4 separate regions of the Mus musculus genome follow, and all the other regions are linked to region 1. Evidence: chromatin contacts called from public Hi-C and HiChIP or PLAC-seq data. All regions are on one chromosome and are shown on one strand. The core of a region is the stretch at or near the end of the contact, and the rest is flanking DNA. Distances in the headings are between cores, read along the strand shown. Region 1 has its middle 4.3 kb from the start of Gm33304. Region 2 overlaps Capzb (capping protein (actin filament) muscle Z-line, beta). Region 3 holds the start of Htr6 (5-hydroxytryptamine (serotonin) receptor 6). Region 4 overlaps Capzb (capping protein (actin filament) muscle Z-line, beta).

Region 1 (3,738 bases), core at 521-3,020:
CATGCAGGCAAACACACGGCAAAATAAAACCAAATCTAAAAAAAAAAAAAAAAAAAGAGAGTTACCTTGGTCTCAGAGTGGGTGGGTTGAAATCCATTGGCCTGTGATTAGACAGGATCCTGATTTCATGGGATTAAAGATATGCGCTACTACCCGTGGTTTTAAAAATATTTTTAAGTACATGTATGTGCGTGCTTCTGTATGTCTCTGTGTGTGTATGCGCATACATAAGTGCAGGTGACATGAAGATCAGAGGCATCAGGTCCCCGCTGAGCTGGTTGTTACAGGCAATTGTGAACCACCTGATGCGGCTGCTGGGAACCAAACTCTTGGGTCCTCAGAAAGATTGATACATGCTCTCAACTGGCTGAGTGAAGGATCGCACCAGCCGCTCCTTTAGATTCTTGAAATTTTCCATTTACTTGGGGCTGAGGGAGAGCTCAGTAGTTAAGAGCAGCAGCTGTTTTTGTTTTGTTTTGTTTTGTTTTGTTTTGTTTTGTTTTGTTTTGGTTTTGGTTTTTCGAGGCAGGGTTTCTCTGTGTAGCTCTGGCTGTCCTGGAACTCACTCTGTAGACCAGGCTGGCCTCGAACTCAGAAATCCACCTGCCTCTGCCTCCCAAGTGCTGGGATTAAAGGCGTGCGTCACCATGCCCACCACCACGCCACCACGCCCACCACCACGCCACCATGCCCAGCTGTTCTTGCAGAAAACCTTTGGTTTCACATCAGGCTGTGGCTTGCTGTGGCTTCTAACCAGTTCCAGGGGATCGGATACCTTTGTTTACCTCTCTAGGCACCTGGCATGTGTGCGGTACACGTACCTACATGCAGGCTCACGTTTACAAGCACCAGTGCCTGCGGGAACCAGTGGTTGCGGACCTTGAGCTAGATTTGCAGGCAGCTGTGAGCTGCCTGATATGGGTGCTGGGAGTCGAACTCGGGTCCTCTGCAAGAGCAGTATGCTCAGTTAGCCACTGAGCCATCTCTTCAGCCCCTCAGGCCTTTAAGGTTAGGCACAGAAGGGAGCAAGTGGCTGTAGAAAGAGATGGACATAGAGGTTGTCTTCAGAGAACACTTGGAAAACCTAGACCATCAGAGAAAGCACATACAGGCTTTTGGTCAGTATCAGAAAAAGACAAAAAGATGAAAATGGAAAAGTTGTGGGCTTTTTAAAAAAGTACTTATTTATTTACTTATTTACTTATTTTATGTAGATGAGTACACTGTAGCTTTACAGATGGTTGTGAGCCATTATGTGGTTTGCTGGGAACTGAACTCAGGACCTCTGCTCACTCAGGCTCCGCTCACTCTGACCCAAAGATTTATTTATTTTTATATGTAAGCATACTGTAGCTGTCTTCAGACACTCCAGAAGAGGGCATCAGCTCTCGTTATGGATGGTTGTGAGCCACCATGTGGTTGTTGGGATTCAAACTCAAGACCTCCGGAAGACCAGTCAGTGTTCTTAACCACTGAGCCATCTCACCAGCCCCCTATTTTTATATTTTTAAAGGTAGCAGCCTGCCTAGCTCTGGGATTATGAGACTATATCACTATGCCCAGTGTTACTTTTCTACCTAGAAAATGGAGTGTTACGAGATAGAAACGAAGCCTCAGGGCCAACTTCCTCTTCATACTCAAGTTCTGCTTTCTGATCTTAGCAGCTTCGTTTTCTTTGTCAAAACCGGGGGTCTGGGAGGGAGTGACTGAAGATGTACTCTGTGCCATTCCTCTGTCGGTGGTGAGCTTCCGGTTTCCATGGGGCTAGAGCCAGGGCGGCAACGTCTTAGCTGCTTTGTCCCTCCTTTTTTATGATTGGCAGCTTGAGACAGGGTGGCAGCTTGAGACAGGGTGTGATGTAACCGAAGGCTGGCCTGGAATTCATTATGTAGCTGGAAGTGACCTTGAACTTCTTATCCTCCTCCCTCCACCCCCTGAGCGCCAGGGTTTTGAGTGTGTAGCGCCATGCCTAGTTTATGAAGTGTTATGGATGGAACCGGGGCTTTGTGTATGCTGGGCAAACACCCTTCTAACTTAGCTGCATCCCCAGACCTTTGGTCCTCTTTCTTACTGATTCTCACAGGAGGAGAAGTTCCTACCGTAATTGATGGGCTGGAGAGAAGGGACTGAGATGCTAAACTTGCCCCTGCTTGGATGCGGTTTGTTCCTGCCAAACGGAAGTGTCTGGGTCATGGGGGCTTGCCGCCATCATGAAAGGATTCTCGTACTTCCCCCAGGAGCGAGTTATCATGAGAACAGGCTAGCTGACTTCTTTGCCCTCTCCTCTTTTCTATGCTGTACCATGGATTGAGCCACCTTATGGCTCTTACCAGAAGCAGAGGAGAAGCGGGAACTGAGCGCTTCGGCTTTTAGAAGTAGGGGCCCAAATAACCCTTTTTCCTTCATACTTTACATGACCTTGGTAGTTTGGTACAGCCACAGAATGCAGACCCCGAGTTTCCTTTCTTTTGTTCTCTTGGACAGCGCGTCTAATGCCTTCAGTCTGTCAGCAGGCTTGGCTTGTGAGGCCTGGGTCAGCCCCTGCCCAGCATGGTTTTGGTTTGAATGGCTAAACCTGGCTAACTGTGGGCTGGGTAATTAGACAGACACCCATAACCCACTTCTTTGTAATCAGCCTTACTGTCCTTTCCTTGGATTGTGTTTTCATTTCCATTTCCTAGATTCCTCTGTCTGCTTTTCCTTTGTCAATCAATTCAACCAGGAAGAAGGGGTGTGTTACTGGGCTCCTCCCACACTCCAGTACCTCCGTAGGGAAGTCCTGGATTACAACCTCCAAATTATAACCAAATTAGTTATAATCAAGTTAGGAGGCCCAGACTTGTCAGCAATAGATATAACACACAATTAATTTTCATCTAATAACAAGCAACACGGTTCAGATTCCTGACTTGCAATGAAGGGATGGAAATCCCTTAAAAACCCGTGTTCTCAAAATCTGTGGCTAAAATATTTACACAGGGCCCCGGTGATCCTGTAAGTGGTGTTTTAGGGCACACAGCCTGTCCAGACCAAACAGCATTCCTGATTTTTGGAAACCCATCAAGGAATCCATGTTTACTTAGACAACTTGGGTCCCAAGGGGCTTCGAGTAGGCTGGATTCAATCCAAGGAGAAGCCATGGCTCTGAAACCTTCCTTCTCCCAGAACCATTGGAACACAGACTTGTTGGCTCTCAGGGGCCCTCAGGAGGGCATCCAATGGTCTGATCAACTGTCTAGTTCCCAGGCTGGACTGTGAAGACCACAGACTGTTTGAGAACCAAGCCCCCTTGGTGATCCACACGGTGATCAGTGTCGGGCATGAAAGTCTCCTTCGCTGAACCCCCAAAGATAACGCAGGCATCCCGGTAAAGGCTTGGACTTGAATTAAACTGGAGCGTCTCAAAAGAGGTGGGCAGCTGTGAGAAACAGCTGTAGAGACGCGGAGAAGGCCAAGTCTGAGTGTCTAGAAAATTCAACTGACTTCTACCCAAAGCAAGGAAACAGCTCCATTCTTTTTTTGTTTTTTATTAGATATTTTCTTTATTTACATTCCAAACGTTATCCCCTTTCCTGGTTTCCCCTCCGAAAATCCCGTGTCCCCTCCCCCCTCCCCCTGCTCTCCAACCCACCCACTCCTGCTTCTTGGCCCTGGCATTCCCCTACTCTGGGGCATAGAGCCTTAACAGGACCAAGGGCCTCTCCTCCCACTGATGACCGGCTAGGCCATCCTCTGCTA
Region 2 (3,738 bases), core at 868-3,367, 120 kb after region 1:
AGGTCACTGATCAGAACCCCCCACTGGAGCAGCTCTGAGCAGTCTTGAAGCTGGACACGGGGTCCATGTGGGATGTTGGTTTCTAAGAACTCCTTTGGGTGAGAAGCCCTGTCCTTTCTCTGAGGTGTGCTCCCCAGCTGTGTGTCTTCACAGTCTAAGACTTCCGGAGACCCTCTAGCCAAAGGATGCCCGGCAAAGTTCAGGAGCTAGACTCGGGGACCAAGGTACCGATGGCTCTCACAGGCCTGCATCACCACCTCCTTTCAGCAGCTCTTAGTCAAATCCCTTGCCAGTACCAGAACTCTGTTCTGCAGAGTCATGTGGCTCTGGGAGGCCCTTGGGTCCAGCCTATTACTCTTAACTAGATTCTCAGCTTACAGCACGGTGCTAAATGATCACCCCACTGTTCCCCAGTGGTCCAGCGCTAACTGTAGTATAAGCAGGTGCCTGTCTGTTAGAACCTATTGGGCCACTCTGCCATATGCAGTGACAGGCCACTCAGCCCTGCTGGCGTCCTGGGATTCCCCCTACATACAGCCTGGCTTCACTAGTCCTTGTCCCATCCAGGAGGAAGGGATTGAAGTTACTGACATTTACACGCCATCATGTGGGTTCCAGGAATTGAATCCCAGTTCTCTGGAAGAGCAGCCTGTGTTCCTAACCACTGAGCCTTCAGCCCCCATGTTTAGCTTCTAAATACTCAGTACTCTCCTGGTTCCCTGTGAATCTGAAGGTGGGCTGCTCTCTTCTCTCTGTTGCACCCTTGTCAGGGAGGTAAAGCTCACCATAGGAAAACCAGAACCCAGCAGCAGGTCCCCTTATCTCCCTGCCAGCTCCTCCGTTCATGCGCTGAGCTGGCTGTTGGCCTCGTGCCTTATAACCCAGGAGTCTCACATTCCCCTGCACCGCTAGCTCCTGACTTTGGAGTGGTGGGGATGCTGGATAGGGCCTGGGAGTCCCTCCTAGCCAGGTGTTAGCTGACAGGGTCCATGGCTGCCATTACTGGGCTAGCCAGTCAAGATGTGGCAATGATGGGATATGGGAGGATTCCAATGCCAAACCAGGCCACACCCGAATCTGAGTAGCAGTTTCTACCTGTGGCTGCAGGAGTGATGTAAAGATAGGCAAGGCCAAAGTGATGGCCAGGGTGGCCTTTGCCCTCCCTGTTGTGGCCCTAGGAGCTAGGTGGGAGGCCCATCCTCAGAGCGGCATCAGCAGGCCATGCCTAGAAATGGTAGGACTTCAGGTCTGCTGGCCAGGCTGTTTACAACCCAACACTTAAGTCATTGGTGCTAGAAAAGTGGCCTTATAACAACAGCTCCACAGAGCCACCAGCTGCCAGAGGACCGTGACACACAGGGTCAGCCACCTGGGGCAGAGGACTGGAGGGCAGGTGTGTTGGTCAGTTGGTGGTGTCAGGCTGCTTTCTGAAGCTGCAGCTTTCTCTGACTAAACAATGTATCTCTGCAGATGGAGAAAGACGAAACTGTGAGTGACTGTTCCCCACACATAGCCAACATCGGGCGCCTGGTGGAGGTGAGTGGTCCAGGTTCACCCTGCCCCAGTGCCGCACAGGCCTGCCTGCTCTCCACTGCCTCCCTGTGCTGCAGCTGTTCCCGTTCCCGCCCTGCCTACAGTTTTCTGAGTTTTCTTCTGACTTGGAAGCAAGTGAAGCCGGGCTCCAGGCCCACCCACCCCAGCGCCTCTGCTCGGCCTTGTTTCCCCTGATCGCTGTGTGTGAACAGTGATGAACTCGGGGTGCAAACAGATCGTTGGAACACCAGGGGCCTTGGAGCAGCTTCACTTGTGGCTGCTGCAGTCTCGCCTGTCACCACGTCCCGTTTGGAAGAGCGAGGTGTTGTTTGGACTGGAGACATGTTCTCTGGTTTCACAGAACTGTTCACAGAGATGGTGGCCAGGCAGTGCTCTGGTGATGTGGTTTAGACCCACTCCCGGCAGTGGTCAGAATTGGCCATCAGCCCCTAGGTGCTGGCTTCCTCCATGCCTAAGGATAAGAAAGACCCAAAACACAAATTATAGGTGGGGTTCTGGCAGCCTGGCATTGGCTCTCAACACAGGGGAGTGGCCCCACAGCTCCACCCTGTGGCCAAGGCAGGGACTGCAGGCTGAGAGGTTGCAGGTGGGTGTGGGCCTTGTTTCCTGTGGGCTGGCTCCACTGACTCACCTCCCTTCCCAGGACATGGAAAACAAAATCCGAAGCACGCTGAATGAGATCTACTTTGGAAAAACAAAGGACATCGTCAACGGGCTGAGGTAATGTGCCAAACCTGGGGCTGCAGTCCCAGACTCCTTAGCGAGCTGAGGTCAGGGATGGCTTCACAGTTGCAGTTTGAAAGGCTCAGAAATTGGCTCAGCACTTTCTATGACCTCTACCAGGTCTGGTCTCTGGGCTCACTGACCACAGCAAGCTTTGATACCTGCATGGTGGAGCTGGCCACGGGCTGGCTACAGAATGTGCCCAGGCCCTTTGGAGTTGGGTTTGGGAGGCCCCCACACAGATCTCAAGACACTGAAGAGAGCTGAGCAGCCTGGCCTGAGGTTCCATTTGAAAGCTCCTGCCGCTGTCTAGTGCTCTGTGTTTTGCAGAAGCAGGCAGGACTCACTGGCCTCTGGCTCCAGTGGAGTGGGAGTGGGAGGCAGGACCCAGCTGGGGAGAGGGGAAGTAACTGAGGAGGGACTGAGATAGCACTGGCCTTGGAGTCATGTGGCCAGGATCCTGTCTGAGCTCTTTCCTCTTTCCCCACTCCTTTCTCGGTGGCCTTGTCCCATCCGGGAGGCAGGGTGCCGACAGGGTTAGGAGAGCAGGGTTGGGAGGGCTCTGCAGTCCAGCTCTGTTGTGACTCTGTGGGGCCCAGTCTTCTGATGTCATTCCCTGGCCCAGAATTTAATGCACCCAACAGAAAGGCGGGGTGTAACTTGTGAGTTCACCCAGCAGCATTATTTAGGTAAGACAGCCCCTCCTGGTCCCCAGTGGTCCTGAGTATCTGATCTGTCAGGCCTGACACTGGGTCCTGTGGCACCAAATGCACCCTCTCCTGCCAGGCCAGACTCCTCCATTCCCAGTAATGAGGAAAACACGAGGAACATCTGAGCCTGTGTGGGGTCGGGTGTGAACCCCTAAAGACCGGGGCCACTGCCAACTGTGGTTGTGGTGTGCAGTCAGTTCCAGTGTCGTGGTGGCCTTCTCCTGTCTCTGCCTTTGCCCACGGCTGCCAGGTTCTTGTTCGGCATTGCTGTTGCTCTCTTGCTGTGGCTTCACCCTCTCTGAACACTCTCTGTAGATCTCTTGATGCTATCCCCGACAACCACAAGTTTAAGCAGTTGCAGAGGGAACTTTCTCAAGTGCTGACCCAGCGCCAGGTCTACATCCAGCCTGATAATTGAGCCGACCCAGGTATCCTGTCTGAAGGGCGTGAGGCCTCCCCACTAAACAGGACTCACCAACCTGCTGAGACCCTGCCACTAACCTGTGTCTGCTCACAGCTGCTGGGCAGCCACATTAACGCATAGTCTCAGCCCCACGTAGTGTGAACGCGTGTGTGGTGTGTGTGCTCTGCACTCTGGGCAAAAGCCAGGTTTGAGCTCTTGCTCCTGATGAAGCTCAATCCGTGGCACTATCTCCGCCTCTCCAGCAGAGGGTGCTAGGTGCACCCACTCCACTGGCTCAAGGAGCAAGGGCTGTGTGCCCTGCCTTCTGCTGGCTCGCTCACTCAGGTC
Region 3 (3,738 bases), core at 751-3,250, 94 kb before region 1:
AGGTGGGATTTTGCCTTGTGGAGAGCTAGGTGGGGTTTGTAGCAAGAAAGCAAATGGCCAACTTCTTTTCAGTCACTTTGGCTCTGGGAAAGTGAGCTCCCTGGTGAGAGGTGACAGTGGCTTAGACTAGGGATGGACAGCAAAGGCATGCTTATTTCGAAGACAGGACCAACAGGCCCAGAAAAAGGTGTGTGAATACGAGGGGAAGAGGGTGCTTTCTAAGTTCCCCAGATGTGATACAGGATGGGGCCCGTCACAGAGAAGCATGCCAGCTTCCTCCTCCATACCCAGCTCACCACAGCCCGCATATCCCACCACAGTCAGAGCTTGAAATTCATCCGAAAGCCATAGCCACCGGCCTTGGGGGATTAGCAACGACTGTTAACTATGAGGCAGTCACCCAGTGGTTTCCCAAGGGCGGTTTATTTCTCCCCATCCCGAAAGCCAGGTCTCCCAAACCCACCCCGGGTACCTGCAAGGTTTCCAAGGCCTGGCCAGCCGTAGCCGTGCCCGTGGTGAGCGAGGCCACTTGCACCGCCTGCTTGCGGGCAGCCAGCAAGATCCTGCAGTAGGTGAAGCAGATGGCACCCGAAGGCAGGAAAAAGGTGACGCCGGACGCCACGAGGACATAAGGCAGGCTGGCCAATAGGCGGCACTGGCCCGGGGCAGATGTTCGAGCTTTGCCCAGTTCATGCCAGCCCAGCAAGAGGGGCAGGAAGGAGGCCAGCGCGGCGAGGCTCCAGGCACCCAGGATGAGCGCCAGGGCACGCGGGGCTGTCATGCGCAGCTTGTAGCGCAGCGGCGAGAGGATGAGCAGGTAGCGGTCCAGGCTGATGAGGCAGAGGTTGAGAATGGAGGCGCTGCAGCACATCACGTCGAAGGCGGTCCAAAGCAGACAGAGGCCGCGAGCTAGCACCCAGCGCCCATACAGCGCGTTCAGCATGGCTGGGGGCATCACCACCAATCCCACCATCAGGTCCGACGTGAAGAGCGACACCAGGAAGAAGTTAGACGTGTTGCGCAGCGCGGGCTGCGTGCAGATGAGCGCGATCAGCAGCGAATTGGCGGCTGCCGTCAGCACGATGACCACGCACAGCGCAGCGGCCACCCAGCCGCTGCCCCCTGGGGCTGGCGGTGGCCCGGGGCCCCAGGCTGGGGTGCTACTGTTGACAGGGCCGGGCTCTGGAACCATGGGGACTAGGGTTGAGGACCAGGACAGGATATGGTGAATGCGGATACAGGGTGAAGCCAAAGGAAGAGAAAGCAAGATGGGTAAAAACTGCACCTCAGAGGAGTAGGTGGCAAAACAGGGTTCTTAGGTCACCGAGCAACCATTACAAGAGGTCGGGGAGAGATTGTAGGGGCGCCTCCTATGGCGGGGCCACCTGGAGTACTCGGGTAAGAAGTTTGGGGAGGGGTACCGATGCGCCGAGTCCATGAAAGTTGGGCTGGGGCTGGATGAGAGCCCTGGAATGGAATAGAGCCACCGGGGATGCCTAAGGATGGGGGTGGGGCTCCTGGCCAGAGGCACGGCTGGGGAGGTGGGAGCAGGAGGCGAACTCCCGCCTTCCGGTCGGGGCAGTCTCTCTGAGGAGGGTGGGCGTGTGAGTACGCTTGATCACGAGCTGTCGCGCGTGGGGGTCGCAATGGGGTGGCCCAAGAACAGGAGCGCAGCTCGGCGGCGGAAAGCAGGTCTCCTTTCTCCCCTAGGCACTGAAGGATCCCGGGTACCGGAGGCCGCGGACCGGGCCGGGCCAGACCTGGTGGGGGAGAGAGGGCTGGCAGAGGAGCGCAGCGCGGCGCGGCGCTCCGCCCTCCCGGCCGCGCCGGCTCGCCTGGCCGCCTCCCGCCCGCGCTCCCTACCTGGGCGCTCGCGGGTGATCCGCTGCCGGCGACTGCGGCAAGCGCCGCGGGGCTGGAGACTACAGGCAGCGGCTGGTGGCGCGGCGGGCATAGGGCTCCCGAGCCGGGGAGATGGTGCGCAGGAGCCCGCGACGCTTCAGCCACGCGCGGTCCCGGAGGCTCCGAGCGTGCGCCCCGCCCCGCCCCGCGGTGGGCGGGCAGAGTCGAGCCCCTCTTAGCTGGCGAGCGGGGTTGTGGTACCCTAGGCCTGGAGAAGGATGCTCCAAGCGCTCCCGGGCGCCCGCAGCCCCCACACCTTCGCCTGTGGCTCCCCTGCCCACATGTGGTGATGGCGCAGGCAGAAGTCAAGGAAGGGGGACGTGACCTGTATGTACCCGGAGACTGCTCCCCAATGGGGGTCGAGCCACTCACTGTAAGAATCACCGAGCTTTCAAGAGAAGTCAGCTGGGAAATACCGAGCAAGTCCTTTGAGATCCCTCTGAGCCTCAGCTGCTGGATCTATACAATGGGTAAATAATTTCTACCACACTTCACCTTTGGATCAACCCTGCCAGTTCTCTAACAACACTGAGTGATTTTGGTGAAGGTCCCCCTCCCTGACCTGTTGGCGCTCCAAGTCTCAGTGTGAGGGATTTGGGAATCTCCAAGCCATTGGAAGGGTAGTCACTGCAAACAGGGGTAGGGCCTAGCGCCTCCTAGTGATGACCAAGTTTTCTTCACACCTTGTAGGTACCAGGTACTGCTCTGGACCATCTATCTGGACACCACGACATTAGATGACGCTTCCCATCTGTGAACTTCCATTCTAGTGGAAGGAAATGGACAAGAAATGGGCAAAGGAAACGTAAAGTGGTCATTTCTATAGGAAAGGGGGGAGGAAGAAGAGGGAGGGGAGGAGGGAAAGGAGGAGGAGGAGAGAAAATGTACAGCAGTGTGAAGAGAACCTGACACGTATCTTTTTTGAAATGGAAATACCTCCCACTTAGAAGAGCCCACTGCGTTCATGGCCTTGGTTTGTCCTGGAATATCTCTACCCAGATTCCTACCCCCAACTATAAAGCCAGAATATACATGCCAGAAATATAAATACCAGGAAGAAGGTGTTACGCTGAGGCTCAGAGAGGTCAAGAGCCTCTACCGAGGTCTCCAGCACCAGGCAACCAAGGATCTGGTGGAACCGAGTTCCGCCAGGTGCTCAAGGCAGAAGGTGCTTAAGATGCCCGGTGTCCAAATCCGCAGATCAACGGTATCCACTCACACCCAAAGGTGGGTGAAGTCAGCCGCAGCACCCAAAAGACGGACCCTGTCTTTCACTCCACACTGTGAGGCCTGAGGAAACAGAAGGTCACCCCTGGATGGAGCGTCAGAGACCCACTTGCGATCCCAGCTCTGATGCTCAGTAGGTTCTGCGCATTCAGGGCCGGTGGCGGCTGATCCCTTGGCCTTCTTTTCTCTCCAGCCACAGTTAGCAGAATTCCGTGTCTGACTCACGGGGTGTCAGGGGAGATTAGATGACACTGTGTGCTCCAACAGCTTGACAGTCCTATGTCGGTGCTAGCTGTTGGCTTCTGTGTCTCTCACTGGCGTTTCATCCTGAGGTGCCTCTCATAGCCCTGGTGTGCCTAACACAGCAGCAGGAGATATGTTTGCAGCATGGGAATCAGGGCTTATCGTCATAATCTGTTACTTGATCTATAATGCTGGCAAAGGTTTCTCCTCCTCCTCCTCCTCCTCCTCCTCTTCCTCCTCCTCGTCCTCTTCTTCTTCTTCTTCTTCTTCTTCTTCTTCTTCTTCTTCTTCTTCTTCTTCTTCTTCTTCTTCTTCTTCTTCTTCTTCTTCTTCTTCTCCGTCTCCTTCTTCTTCTTCTTCTTTTAT
Region 4 (3,738 bases), core at 771-3,270, 80 kb after region 1:
ACCCCCCAGATTCCCAGACTCTGGAGGCAGGAGCTGTACACACTTTGCAAGATGTGCAATCAGAGATGAATGGGATTCAGTGTCTCCTGGAACTGAGTTGTGTGACTGGGGACATCACCCTGCAGCCAGTGAGTTGGTCTGAGTTAGCTGGGTCTTAGTACCCCACCCCCACCCCCCAATATCTAGGTGAGTCCAAGATCCTGTCTCATGCCCAGGATCTGTTTCTTCAGGTGTCCCTGTTCTTGGGGGGACTCTGCCAAGTTCTCATGGGTATAAAGGGCTTCATGCATTGCCAATTACAGATGGTTCTGACTGGTCTAAAGAGCAAGGAGGTGACAGTACTTGTTTCATAGGCTTCTGTGGCATGAGAATGGAGATAGAACAGGGCCCGGGAGCAGCAAGCCAGTGCCTTTCCCTTCCTTGTTCAGCCTGCTTGGGAAGGAGAACTGTGGGCCCCTGCTCTGAAGTGGCCAGCTCTCAGCTCCCTGGCTGGTCAGTGGGTGAGTTCTCACTTATACCCTCTAATAACCTTTCTTCCTCCAGCCCAGGGTGGGCCATGCTCAGCCCTTGGTGCCAAGGGTTACCTCTAGTAGTACTTCTTGAGGCTGCAGGGCATATGACAGAAAGAACCCTGGGGCTGAATCCAGGAGAGAGAGAGAGGCCAGCATGCTGGAAGCGCTCTAGACATGGTGCAGACTGCCCAGCTGTTACTCAGAACACTACCCGGCCAGCCTGTTGGGTGTGAGTGTTGTCACACCTCCCTGGAGCAGTTCCGTGGACATTTACGGTCACACTCCGCCCTATGATGCTTGAGTCTTTGGAGAGTCCCCCGAGTCAGTTTCCTTGTTGCTGGGCCCCTCTCTCCACAGCCAGAGTACGCTCTTGGAGATTCACCTTTGACCCTGGGCTTGCCTTAGTCCCCCAGCCCCATGACTCGTCGGTTTGGATGCTCTGACATGGTGGCCCTTTTCCTGGGTTACATTCTCGTGCTAGCTCTGTTCTCTATGTCTGTCTATCTCCATACTTCAGTCCCAGCCACAGTGCGTGCCCACGCTGCTGCCTGTTGGGTAGCACATGCTGAGGTCAGGGGTTACATGGAGCTGAGGGGACAAGATGAGGGAATGGCTTGGACTCTCGGGGTCTAGTGTCCTTCACTTCACTACGTGTCTACAAGGCAACGCTAACAGGCCTGATCTTGTGAGCATCCCCTGTGGGTAACCACACTTGCTGGGATTGCGAGTAGAGGGCAGAGTTGTAGAATAGGAGCCCGGATCACTGCACACTGGGTGCCTCTGAGTGACTGGCTTCATCCACCTTGATGGGTGGGGGCACGGAAAGCTGCATGGAGTGGGAGGAGGAGACATTGAGGATGAGCAGCGGTGGGGTGGGGTGGCTGGACAGAGACTGGGTGGGAGCAGATGCACGTCTGTGCTATGCTGTGCTGTGCTGGTCATTAGCAGGCAGTGGGCACACGTTCATTTTCATATTGATGATCCACAGTTAGTCACAGCATGGAAGCATAGCCTTGAGAGCCTACTGCTGTGGGGCCTGCTGGCCTGGGAAGGTCATGGTAGGTCAGGAGCAGCCATCTTGCACGTACCATTTTTCTGTGCAGTTTTATATCCTCTGCCTGTGCATGGGGATGTATGACTGTCAGAACCCCAGCTCCCAGTTTTCTCATACCTTCTTTCTCTCAGAAACAGCAGGAGAGTGAGTGTTCCCTCTCAGACTTGAAGGTGCCCGTGGAGGAAGAGCACAGTCCGGCTCCTCGGCCAGGTGGTCCTCTGTGGCCTTTAAGGGATAGCGTGGCAGGGGCCATGTGTCATTCTCAGGCGTGTATCTAAGAGAACTTGAAGTCGGTGGCTCCCATTGGTCCCCATGCTTTCCACTCCAGAGGCTCGCCAGAGTTCCACAGGCCTTGCAAATCTTGCCCAATTAAAGGGCTCCTAACTGTGCAGGGCTCTTTTGCCTTTCTGTGTTAGTGTTTGAGATTCCATCGCTCCTAAATGCTTGCCGCTCAGCAAGTCTCCAAAGTCCTTCCTTTTTGCTTGGGGCCACTTCCCCGTCGGCCTCCTGTTGGTTTTTATTCTGCTGCGTGTAAGAAATGTAAGTTTCTGGAATTGTAGAAAGGCTCTGGTTTTTTAGTTTTGCTTTTGTCTTTTTTTAATTTGCGCTTGCTGTGACATTGGAAGGTGGCAGGGGCGCTCTGAGAACCTTTGCTGTTTCCGGTGATGCTTGAGAAACCATTCGAGAGCGGATCGAGGGCTAGACTTTGCTTTGTCTGTGCTCCAGGAAGGAACCAGAGTGCTCAGCCCCGCTTTGGCTTCAATTCGGGACATAGGTGGCTTGGGGATCAGGTAAAGCTGAGGAGGAGGTGGCGCTGTGATGGCTGATGGACAGGACTCCTTTGAATGGAGACCCTGGCTTGGGTCTTGCCCTCACAAGATTTTCCTGTTCGAGACCTGCCTTTGGTACTGTTGGAAAGCAAAGAATGTACTTGGGAGCACCTAGCCAGGAGGGTCTGATGAATGTTCCCTTAACTTAGATTCCACACTTTGATTGATAAGGAAAAAAACAAGAACATAAAAGTGAGTTAGAGAGCTGGGGCCTCCTCCAAAGACCAGAGGCAGAAAGTCTTTCCTCTCCAAGCTGGCAGACTCTGTCCTGGGCAAGGAGCGCCTAGATTGATTCATAAACAGGCTTGGTTTGGGAAACAGGTAAAAATATTTGGTAAGAGTATAACATGCTCGGTCTCCTTCCCCTGAATGTTTGAACTGCATGCTGCAAGGAATGTGGGCTGGGCAGCTGGGGGAGGCCGTTGTTAGAGGAATGTGGAGCTGGGATGCTTGAAGGAGCCAGGGCTTGCCCATCTCCCACTTCCCTTTAAAGTCCATGTGGGGCTGAAGAGACAGACGGCTCAGTTGTTAGGAGTACTAGTTGCTCTTTCAGAGGACCTGGGTTCGTCTCAGGACTCACATGGTAGTTCACAACTGCCTGTAACTCCCGTTCCAGGGAACCTGATGCCTTCTTCTGGCCTCTGCGGGCACTGTACATATATGGCACACAGACACTTATGAAGACAAAACACCCATACATATTAAGAAGTGTTTGCCAGGAGAGGTGCCACATGTTTTTAACAGCACCTGGGAGGCAGCCTAGTCACAGAGTTCCAAGACAGCCAAGGCTATATAGTGAGCATGTGTCAAAGGAAGGTCAGAGTACTTACCTGGTTAGTTGGTTAGTGTGCATAAAGTCTTGGGTTGGGTGTTATGCTGCATGCCCATAATCAGAATTCAGGACAAAGAAGCACGAGGTGCACATGTTCGGAGTTCTCCTTGGCTACATAGGAAGTTTGAGGCGGACCTGGGCTACATGAGGCCCTGTTTGCTTTGTAGTGATTAGGTGCTAGCTGCTTAGCACTGGCGTTGATGAACGGGTCTGATTTGAACTTGGAACTGGGAAAAGCTGGTGTGACTGTGACACTCCCTCCTGGCCCTCGGCATGTGCAGTTTGTACTTGGTGAGGGGCAGGGCCTCCACAGTCTGTAACTCACAGAAACTGCTTTATACAGAGTGCGTGCAGTGAGCTTTTGAGAACCCTGTCCTGGGTGACTGTAGAGATAAAGTTATCTAATCCTTGGCCATGAAATGGTCAAGGTCTAAAACTGAGCCAGAGCTTCCCGATTGCCTGTGCTGGTGGAGCCCGAAGATAGACAAAAGGGTGTGGGGCCACACCCCC

What was found. A called contact is a pair of places that touch in the nucleus more often than the background predicts. HiChIP or PLAC-seq counts read pairs in DNA pulled down with a chosen protein or histone mark.
Region 2: a contact with region 1 is called in an H3K27ac HiChIP or PLAC-seq map of microglia, with 4 times the contacts expected there. The contact joins two enhancer-like sites. A contact is called at or near these places in 3 of 484 Hi-C or Micro-C datasets (bone marrow-derived macrophages, morula and uterus), 5 of 115 datasets of contacts at active chromatin or transcription factors (bone marrow-derived macrophages, embryonic stem cells and microglia) and 3 of 9 other capture datasets (adipose tissue, liver and pancreatic islet).
Region 3: a contact with region 1 is called in a Hi-C map of B cells, with 1.9 times the contacts expected there. The contact joins the promoter of Htr6 here to the enhancer-like site in region 1. A contact is called at or near these places in 3 of 39 promoter capture datasets (the 3T3-L1 cell line, cranial neural crest and second pharyngeal arch cranial neural crest), 2 of 15 datasets of contacts at CTCF or cohesin (CD8 T cells and pro-B cells), 38 of 484 Hi-C or Micro-C datasets (8-cell embryo, B cells, the Ba/F3 cell line and 23 more), 3 of 115 datasets of contacts at active chromatin or transcription factors (embryonic stem cells, microglia and neural progenitor cells) and 3 of 9 other capture datasets (adipose tissue, liver and pancreatic islet).
Region 4: a Hi-C map of bone marrow-derived macrophages shows a contact between it and region 1, with 2.0 times the contacts expected there. The contact joins two enhancer-like sites. A contact is called at or near these places in 16 of 484 Hi-C or Micro-C datasets (B cells, the Ba/F3 cell line, CD4 T cells and 8 more), 5 of 115 datasets of contacts at active chromatin or transcription factors (the HPC-7 cell line, bone marrow-derived macrophages, embryonic stem cells and 2 more) and 3 of 9 other capture datasets (adipose tissue, liver and pancreatic islet).

Annotation. Positions count from the first base shown.
Region 1 is chr4:139,167,746-139,171,483 of GRCm38.p6, forward strand. No RefSeq gene overlaps it. Among named protein-coding and RNA genes, the nearest start is that of Gm33304, 4.3 kb to the left of the region's middle. Within about 2 kb of position 1,771, at least 120 of the 459 cell types and tissues checked have an H3K27ac peak or open chromatin away from gene starts, as enhancers often do. A contact at or near this core is called in 8-cell embryo, B cells, the Ba/F3 cell line and 12 more, where this site is marked.
Region 2 is chr4:139,285,559-139,289,296 of GRCm38.p6, forward strand. It overlaps Capzb (capping protein (actin filament) muscle Z-line, beta), which reads left to right. Exons shown (of 9, transcript NM_009798.4): 7 at 1,471-1,536; 8 at 2,198-2,274. Among named protein-coding and RNA genes, the nearest start is that of Slc66a1, 23 kb to the right of the region's middle. Within about 2 kb of position 2,118, at least 62 of the 459 cell types and tissues checked have an H3K27ac peak or open chromatin away from gene starts, as enhancers often do. A contact at or near this core is called in bone marrow-derived macrophages and microglia, where this site is marked.
Region 3 is chr4:139,073,570-139,077,307 of GRCm38.p6, forward strand. It overlaps Htr6 (5-hydroxytryptamine (serotonin) receptor 6), which reads right to left and starts at 2,001. Exons shown (of 4, transcript NM_001377096.1): 1 at 1,864-2,001; 2 at 473-1,760. The coding sequence starts at 1,192.
Region 4 is chr4:139,247,456-139,251,193 of GRCm38.p6, forward strand. All of the region lies in intron 2 of Capzb (capping protein (actin filament) muscle Z-line, beta), which reads left to right. Among named protein-coding and RNA genes, the nearest start is that of Capzb, 56 kb to the left of the region's middle. Within about 2 kb of position 2,021, at least 48 of the 459 cell types and tissues checked have an H3K27ac peak or open chromatin away from gene starts, as enhancers often do. A contact at or near this core is called in bone marrow-derived macrophages and microglia, where this site is marked.